Regions from separate parts of the Rattus norvegicus genome. Here region 1 is linked to region 2. The links are chromatin contacts, called in public Hi-C maps. All regions are on one chromosome and are shown on one strand. The core of a region is the stretch at or near the end of the contact, and the rest is flanking DNA. Distances in the headings are between cores, read along the strand shown.

Region 1 (4,270 bases), core at 972-3,471, 160 kb after region 2:
CGCCTGAGAGCACTCACATGCCAAGGACCGCTGAGTAATGCTGTAGCTTTTGTTTTTCCAAAAGACCATAAAACAAATAATTAAAAATATTTCATTAAGTATACACAAATTTTTATTATTTATATATTTATATTGATAAATATAAATATTATTATAAGTAAGATTACTTTTATACATTTATGATTAGGAGAATCTTAATCCTGACATATAGAATGGCCTCAGTTATGAACAGTGTTGTTTGGTTATTTTTTTTTAAACACTGTATAGGAGTGTTTCTTAAAAAAAAAAAATCTAGTTTCTAAAAAAAATCTCATAGTAAAGAACTGGTCTCATTTATAATAAAACAAAGTTCACAGTGAATTGCTCTGTTTATGTGGTAGTCTAGTAACATAATCTACAGCCTCAACTCAGATAAACATACATAAATACAGTATACATGTATGCATACACTACCATCTATACACAGTATACATGTATGCATACACTACCATCTATACACAGTATACATGTATGCATACACTACCATCTATACACAGTATACATGTATGCATACACTACCATCTATACACAGTATACATGTATGCATACACTACCATCTATACACAGTATACATGTATGCATACACTGCCATCTATACACAGTATACATGTATGCATACACTACCATCTATACACAGTATACATGTATGCATACACTGCCATCTATACACAGTATACATGTATGCATACACTACCATCTATACACAGTATACATGTATGCATACACTGCCATCTATACATTGCCATCTTACCTCCGGTTCCTTGGGATTTGTGTAAAGCTGTTTAAGGGAAAAATAGAGCACTTAATTTCCAAAACTTACCAGATTGCTGCTCATTGAGTACACTGTCTTTGCAAAGAGTTCCATTTGTGCTCTGTTAACTGAGTATCAGCTAGGCATATGTCAAGGTAGAGATAGGATGAGCTCTTACTCTACTAAAAACTCAGAATCTTTAGCACTTTCTATGAACACTAAATATAAAGAAGTTTATAAGTGATGTAAAGTATCTGTGATTAATATGACTGAACTGCAAATAAATTCTTAACTTGTTATGCCATAAATACTTAAATAATTAATATATATTATCAATGGTATCTCAACTTTATAACCTCATTTTATACCCATGGCTATATAAAACTTCAAAAACAGGCCCACAAAACTTTCAAAACAAAAAAAAAAAAACTCTGAATCTGTTTCATTTCTAAAATTATATTTAAATCCTAAGAGTTAATATGGTTTAATCTCTATGTTCTCCCATATAATAACATATATGCCAAGGAAATATACTGAACATTGATAATTTCTTATTAAAGCTCTGATATATCCAATTTTTCAATCCTAAAATGCTATAAATCTCAAGAAGGGAGGAAGGGAAGGATTTCTGTTTAAACGCTTTACTTGCCAAAAGTTAATGTAGAGACAGAGACTTGGTCTTCAAGTGTGTACTTACTGTTAACACCGCCATGTGCAGCTTCAGGAGAAAAGAAAACGGCTGTTATTATTTGCTTGTACTACAGCACAGACATTTCTGATAGAGACTAGTTAAAATACTGTGGCACAGAGAAAATATTCAGCAGGTCAGAAAAAGGAACTAATTATTCACTCATTCAGACAATTTCTATTACAAACACTGGCTTTACTAGGACAGAAGAAGAATATCAAAAAAGTTGTTATTTTCTAATTTGGGAATCAAAAGATATGCAAAACAATTCATTTTTGGTCAAAATTAAATATACCACAAGAATTCCTAAAAAGTACTCCTTTTGAAACTCACTGAGCAAGGTCAACAAATTAGAAAGTCTGACGTATCTCACAAACTCATGCCTCTCTGTATACCACAAAACTACAAAGACGTTCTCTCATCCCTAAAAATAATGCTGAATATACAGACATAGATACAATCAAGGCTGTGATAAATTCTCAAACCTAAAGTATAAAATGTGAGGACCATATCGGTAGCAGTTGACTAAAACGTTAGTGCCCCCTTGTGGCTATTTTGCCTTATAACTGATTTTTATGACCACACAGTGAAAATGTTAATAGTTTATTGATACATTAAAAAAAAAAAGAGTATGGGCACTGCTCTCAAGAAGCATGTCAACTAGCAAGGGGGACTAACATTAAGAAGATCACATGGCCGCACCGTTATACTCAGGGTCTGCTGTGAAGGAAGAGCACTCGGTGTCAGGACAACCTCAAGGAGGGACAACTTTAGCTACAGGACAGTCTGGAGCCAGGCAGGCCATGGGCACAGGGTCTGGACAGAGCTTTTTGTGCAAAGATATAGGGAACTGGCACCCTATAGAGTCTTCGCGCAGCCTGAGCAGTGAGGGAGGGTGGCTTAGAAAATCAGTAAGGACATTCAGGCCTGCTTGATCGTGCAAACGGCTTTGAATTCCTTTTTTAAATTCCTGGAAAATTCTTAGACATTAAGAATAACACGATCAGCGTTTGGTTTCTGAGCGAATGTCGTGTGGAACATGAGCAGGAATTGTGGGAGGTAAGAGCAGGAATAAGGGAAGTTACATAGCTCCTTCCGGTAAGAATTATTTAATATATGTGCTTACTTTAAAGAGTTCAATTGTACCATAAAATATAAAGCACCCAGAATTTCACAACTAGTAAGATGTTCTCCAACAGAACATCTTCCAAGGGCACTCGCTACTCCAAACTTGGTTTTACTTAAACTATCTTTTGTTTCTTTGGTTGGTTTTTGTGTGTGTGTGTGTGTGTGTGTGTGTGTGTGTGTGTGTGTGTGTGTGTGTAACGGTCCTGGCTGTCCTGGAACTCACTGCGTAGGCCACACTGGCCTGGAACTCACAGAGATCCACCTGCCTCTACTTCCTAAATGCTGGGATTAAAAGCTTGTGCCACCAGGGACATGCTTTTTTCTTCTCTTCCTTCTTTCCTCCCTTCTTTCCTTTCTTCCTGTCTCTTTCTTTAAACAAATAGGGTCTTGTCACATAGCCTGGATGGCCTTGATCATGGCTGTTAGCTGAGATTTATGGAGTTGCTCTTCTGAAGGATTCACAAAGCCTTTGCATAACCCAGTCCTAAGACATACCAGGCAAACCAGGAAGTCAACTGTGGCTGAGAACTGCTTAGGCAATCATCCTTCACACAACTCCTAGATCAGATAAGAGGTTCTGCTATGCGGAAATCAACTTGCTAAAAGTGCCTTTTGTGTAACGATAAAGAGCTTATGAAAAGTTCCAAGGTGTTCAGTCCTTCAGAGGCTGATCCATCCTGCTGCTGCCGCCCAGAAGCCTAAATTCATCCTGCAGTGCCTCCTTCTCAACCCAGACCACAGACAAGCAATGGTTTAGCAACAGTTACAACTGAACCCGTGTATAATTAGCAATCGTTAGCTCCCCTATGAGCAGCAATCTCCTCCTGCCATGGTCTAGAAGCCCTCCCCTGATTTGTTTTATCTTTGTATCCCTCTGTCCCCTGGGTCAAAATGGAATGAATGTGAATAACTGTTCGCCAAGGGTAGGAAGGAATGAGGGAACATATGACTACATTAAATAATTCAATGTAAAGCTTCTGCACCGCAACATTTCTTAAAGCAGAGCTGACAGGTAGGACACAGGAAAAGCGGAGGGGCAGAGTAGCAGCAATTTCTTTTAAATGCATCTCATCTCTCTGGCCAGGCCTTGACCCTTCATTTTTCTTGCTCTTCGTTCATGTCTACTGAAGCATGAGAGATCATGTGCACTTAAAATCTGGGCTGTGTTCTTTTAAAGCTCACAGTTAAACACAGGAGTTATAATTAACAAAGTAAAGCAGAGTAAAAATCCATTATTTAACTATTTCTTCTTTTCCACCTACACACTGATCAACACTATTTTGAACATGTTCAATGTGCTAACTACCAGATTCTTGTCTTCCTTAACCCACATCCTGTGGACCGTGTCCAGTGACTTCAGAGGAAATTCTGTGGTTAGAAGTGATATGCGTATATAAAAAAGGGGATGAAGCTTTCGTTTCTAGTTGATGTCAGGAAGACATCAGTGGGCGACACAGACAGACTAGAAGAGAATCAACAAACGAATACAAAGGCAGGCACTGCTATGCACTGCTATGCACTGCTATACACGGCTATACACGGCTATACACTGCTATACATGGCTATGCACAGCTATGCACTGCTATGCATGGCTATGCACAGCTATGCACTGCTATGCACTACTATGCACTGCTATACACTGCTATACACGGCTATGCACTGCT
Region 2 (4,439 bases), core at 276-2,775:
AGCAACACCTTTCCCACCCTGGGGTCGGGCTCCATCTCTGGTGTGGGCTGTCTACCTCTCTGGTCCTCAGCTTGGGGGTGGGGTGGAAGTGGGGGGAGCCTCAGGCCACCAGCTTCAGACGGAAGTCAGGTGGGGGGCAGGGTGAGGAGCCAACGCCAGAGAAGTCTCAGCAGGAGAGGGAAGCAGAGGGGCCCAACAACGATGGTGTTGCCCTGAAGACTGGACAACTGTGCAAGCTGTGGAGGGCTGCGAGACCACGGTAGGATTCCCTTGAGGGGTGGTATGGAGGGGCACCGCTGCTCCCCACACTTATCTTCAAGAGGGTAGATGGTCCAGCAATTGCTCCCCTGGGCATTAGGGGCACCTGCTGGCCCACACAACCCTCCAGGATTTTGTCTCCTTATCTGTAATGAATGTGTTGTAAGACAGGGTTGGAAGACTCTCTTGGAGGATGTCCAGGCTAAGCTGGCAAGACCAGCTGTGAAAGTGCCCTGTGGGTTAAAGTTCACAGGATGGGTAAAGGACAGTGGAGAGAGCACATGGGTTCAAATCTTGCATTTTACCATCGTGGTAGGGTCAGCCTGATTCCACAGGTAGTCTTGATTCCTGGATTCCCAAGGGACTTCAGATTCCCTTCTTTATTTTCAGATCAGTGAGTTTTGAGCCTGCAGAGGTCTCTCTCGTTTACCCTCCAATAGATGCAGTGTCTGAGGACAGTCCCTGTCCATGACAGGCTGTAGCAGTCTACAGGGGCCTTCATGGGTGTCCTGGGGAGCTTGATCAGCCAAGGTCATTACTCGTCTGCCTTTGACCTTGAGCCAGATCAGAGCTTGGATGGTCTTCGAACCTGGGCATCCGAGCTCCAGGACAGTGACAAAGAGAGAGGAAAACAAAAATCAAGTCTGTGTAGAGCCCTGCATTGGGGGCTTGGCATCCAAAATTAAGAGAGGCTGGCTTTACCTCGAACTTGTCATTGTTTCTCCAAACCTGGTAGGGGCTGCTAAAAAGATGGGAGATTGTTCCCAGGATCCTGTCCATGTCATGCCGTGCCGGGACAGGACGGAGTAAGGGGTGCCTGTGACCAGTCTGTACAACCAGGTGTCCCTGGGTTGAATTTGGTTCATGCTGTGTGAGTTTAGGCAGTTCATCTTCCTTCTCTGGGTGGCCCCCCTGAAAAATGGATAGCCTGGAAGAAGTGTCAGGGCAAGGTGGGAGCAGGTAGCAGGGACCAGGAAAAGGCCACTACCCGCTACCCCCAGAACCGTGGTAAGGCTGTGCCTCACTGACCACTAGATGTGGTTCTGGCACCCCCTTGTGGCCAATCTCTTGAGCTACATCCTGCCGATGTTAGGGCAAAGCTTCTCTGGAAGCCCTCAAGAGGAGCTTTCTTCCCCTGTGTTGGCGGATGGCCTCTGCCCACCCCCATTCTGAACCTCAGGCACCCACTCACTTCCTCAAATCCGCCAACACAGCTCCACCCTCCTACTGGTACCGGCTGCGCCGGCGAGCCGGCGAGCCGACTGTACCTGCTACTTCTGGACAGCAGGGGGCGCTGCTGACCAGGGCTTGGAGCTGCTAAGCGTTTACAGGGCAAAGAACCCTAAGCTCGGTTTTCCAGGTTACTGAGGGAGCCCATCCACACCCCCACAGTCAATGACTGGATCTAGTCAAGGCAATGGGATTTCAAGGAATAAGTCCTCTTTGAATCCTCACAAGCAAACTCGTTTTGAAAACCTGGAGTCCCATCACCTTGGCAGCCCAGGACAAGCATCGGGACATATGATTACTGACTTGCTGTGTGGCTTTGGGAAAGTGGCATCCCCTCTCTGGGTCTTACCTTTGAAGCTGTATCGGATAAAGGTGTCCGTAATAAAGGTGTATCTGTGGCTTTGCCAACTTATGATTGAAGGCGCTGTTACCAATTTTGCACACATTGTAACTGAGGTTTAAGTGATGAAGCCACCTGCCTTGGGTGGTAGGGCTTGTAAGTGACAGAGCTAAAGCTGAATCTGAGGGAGGTCTGACAGACTCCAGGGTCCATGGCCCCTCTGTTCCAGCTAACAGTCACACTCTGCTTGGAAAGATAGACAAGGAGTCTGTGTCTGGTGGGGGTGGGGTGCTAAGGTTAAAGAAAACCATCTTCCCTCTAAGACGGTCTTCACCTATCAGTCTGCAGGTTCAAGTCTTCGCAGGGGAGATGCCACAGCTGAGGGACTCACAGAACCCACTGTGATAAATGCCAGGCACAGGTCTCACCTGGAAAGAGAGGGAACGGAAGCAGGATGCAGGGGTGCGGTAGGGTGAGGCCAGTTAGGCAGGAGATCAGAGCGGATTTTTGTCATGGAGCCCTGTGGCTGATAAGCGCTGGCCACCTGGCCTACCTAGGCAGAAGGGGGTGCTCCCCTGGGATGACTGGCCCCAGAGCCCCTGATAGATCTTACTGCCCTGAGCATCTCCTAGTTGCCCCAACTACCCATTAGACTTCCTGGGCCTATTTCGGAGAGGGTGGACTGGGGTAGGGACGCAGAACTTTGCACCCTTTGTGACCCTGAACAATTCAACTCCCAAGTTCAGTTTCCAAGTGTGTCAGAGGAGAAATGGGAGTGGGGCTGGAGTCCTTAGGACGTCTTTTGGGCATTCTGCATGCTCTTTTTGGAGTGGGAGGGGTCCTGAGGCTGGTGGGTATGCCGACTTGTGACCTGGAAGGCCTGCAGAGGCTCCAGGGTATAGGACTGGTGTGAGAGTAGAGCCAAGCTGTGCTTCCTGACAGGGTAGCCAGTCTTGGCTGTGTCCCACTGTCCCAGCAACTCAAACTGCTTCTGTCCCTGAGGAGTCCAAAACTTACTCTTTTCTTCCCAGAAAGTAGACAGTTCGCCCTGAGGAGTCTTTCTCCCACCCTCATTTCACGATGGAACCCTTCCTCCATTCTCACTCAGGATGGGACCCTTCATTCTTTCTCTCCCTCACATGTCCCCTTCCTAACATCCTTGGCGGGGGAGGGATCTTTTTTCAAGTCTTCCTGGCACCAAGCATTGAGACAGGGCTTGGACCACCTCCCCAGTGTCACCTCTTGGTCCAGTTAGGTGGCCCTAGTGAGTTTGACTAGAAGAGGGGACAGAGATGAGGCCAGGCCCTACCTCCGCGGCCAACTTCCAGCTTCCTGTGTGTCTGTCCACTGTTGCTTCCTGTTCTGTTTATTGCCTCCAAGTTCAGGAAACCGATGAGTACCCCCCACCCCCACCCCTTACACACACACTCGTGGTTATTTAATAGCAGCTGTGCTACAGTCAGTCTCTCTCTCTCTCTCTCTCTCTCTCTCTCTCTCTCTCTCTCTCTCTCTCGGAAAACCCAGTGGGGAAAGGAAGCTGACAGCTCGGCTCTGACATCAGCATTGTCCCTGTGCCAAAAATCCAGGGTGGCCGGGGTGGGAGGGGTAGGGCGGGGAAGGAACCAGCTGCCGGTGGCCCTCATGACACGAGGCTGCCCTATGATTCCCAGGGACAGGGGCCAGACAGTGAGAGGCAGAAACACACATGGGCACATACATGCACAGGGTCATGTCTGTCTACTACCCAGACCCACACAGGCTCACACAGGCATGGACACACACACACACACACACACACACACACACGGGGTGGGGGGAGGACTTGGGAAGTTGAGCTCTGTCTTAGCCACACATACACACAAACACTCTAATCAAATACATACACTTGCACAACAGGGCCAGACACTGATGAACACAGACTCAACACTGACACCGCGCATGCACACAAGCTCACGGAGACTCAGACACAGACTCCAGGAAGCTTCTCACTCACAAGGATTCTGCAGAGCGCCCTCTTCTGGAAGCAGCTGGGCCCCTGGGCCTAGGCCACCCTGAAGGAGCCCAGCCACTTCCTCCTCCTGTGGTGTGTATGAAGGGCTCTTGATGCCTAAGAAGAAAGGCTTGGTAGTTGTGACTGTCCCCAGCCTCACCTAGGTAAGGCAGGGAGCCCTGAGGGTCTGAGGCCGAGGAAGGAAGTGGTTCTGGAAAAGCTGGGCTCTGCAAGGGACTTCATCACAGCCTGGCCTAATGCCAGGCCTCCATCCCCACACCGTGCCTCTGGCCTGTCCATACCTAGGCCTACAATGCACCTCTGGCCCATTCCTGAGCTGGCTTCAGTGGAAGGCACAGTAGAATTCAGGTACCCTGTGCTGTGAGCTGCTGAACAGCCGTCCTAGGGCAAGTCACATAGACCTTGTGGGCCAGGCCTACATTTATGGGGACACCTATGGACAACTGGGAAGAGTGCTTCAGGGAGCATGCTCGCCCTCGCTGTGGCGATGTCAGCATACTTTGAAAGTACCTTATAACTCGTGCCTGTAACTCATGAGGCGCTAGAGGCCGGTGTGAAAGCGTTGCCACCTCTGCGTCCTGGAGATTCAGGGGGAAGAGG

What was found. A called contact is a pair of places that touch in the nucleus more often than the background predicts.
Region 1: a Hi-C map of Schwann cells shows a contact between it and region 2, with 12 times the contacts expected there. The contact joins two enhancer-like sites. A contact is called at or near these places in 12 of 12 Hi-C or Micro-C datasets (the A7r5 cell line, the Rat2 cell line, Schwann cells and 7 more) and 1 of 1 datasets of contacts at active chromatin or transcription factors (oligodendrocytes).

What each region holds. Positions count from the first base shown.
Region 1 is chr14:83,504,285-83,508,554 of GRCr8, forward strand. Hormad2 (HORMA domain containing 2) reads right to left here. Exons shown (of 11, transcript NM_001401619.1): 6 at 1,488-1,508; 7 at 791-817. Among named protein-coding and RNA genes, the nearest start is that of Hormad2, 17 kb to the right of the region's middle. Within about 2 kb of position 2,222, at least 4 of the 93 cell types and tissues checked have an H3K27ac peak or open chromatin away from gene starts, as enhancers often do. A contact at or near this core is called in Schwann cells, where this site is marked.
Region 2 is chr14:83,348,611-83,353,049 of GRCr8, forward strand. No RefSeq gene overlaps it. Among named protein-coding and RNA genes, the nearest start is that of Lif, 7.3 kb to the right of the region's middle. Within about 2 kb of position 1,526, at least 22 of the 93 cell types and tissues checked have an H3K27ac peak or open chromatin away from gene starts, as enhancers often do. A contact at or near this core is called in Schwann cells, where this site is marked.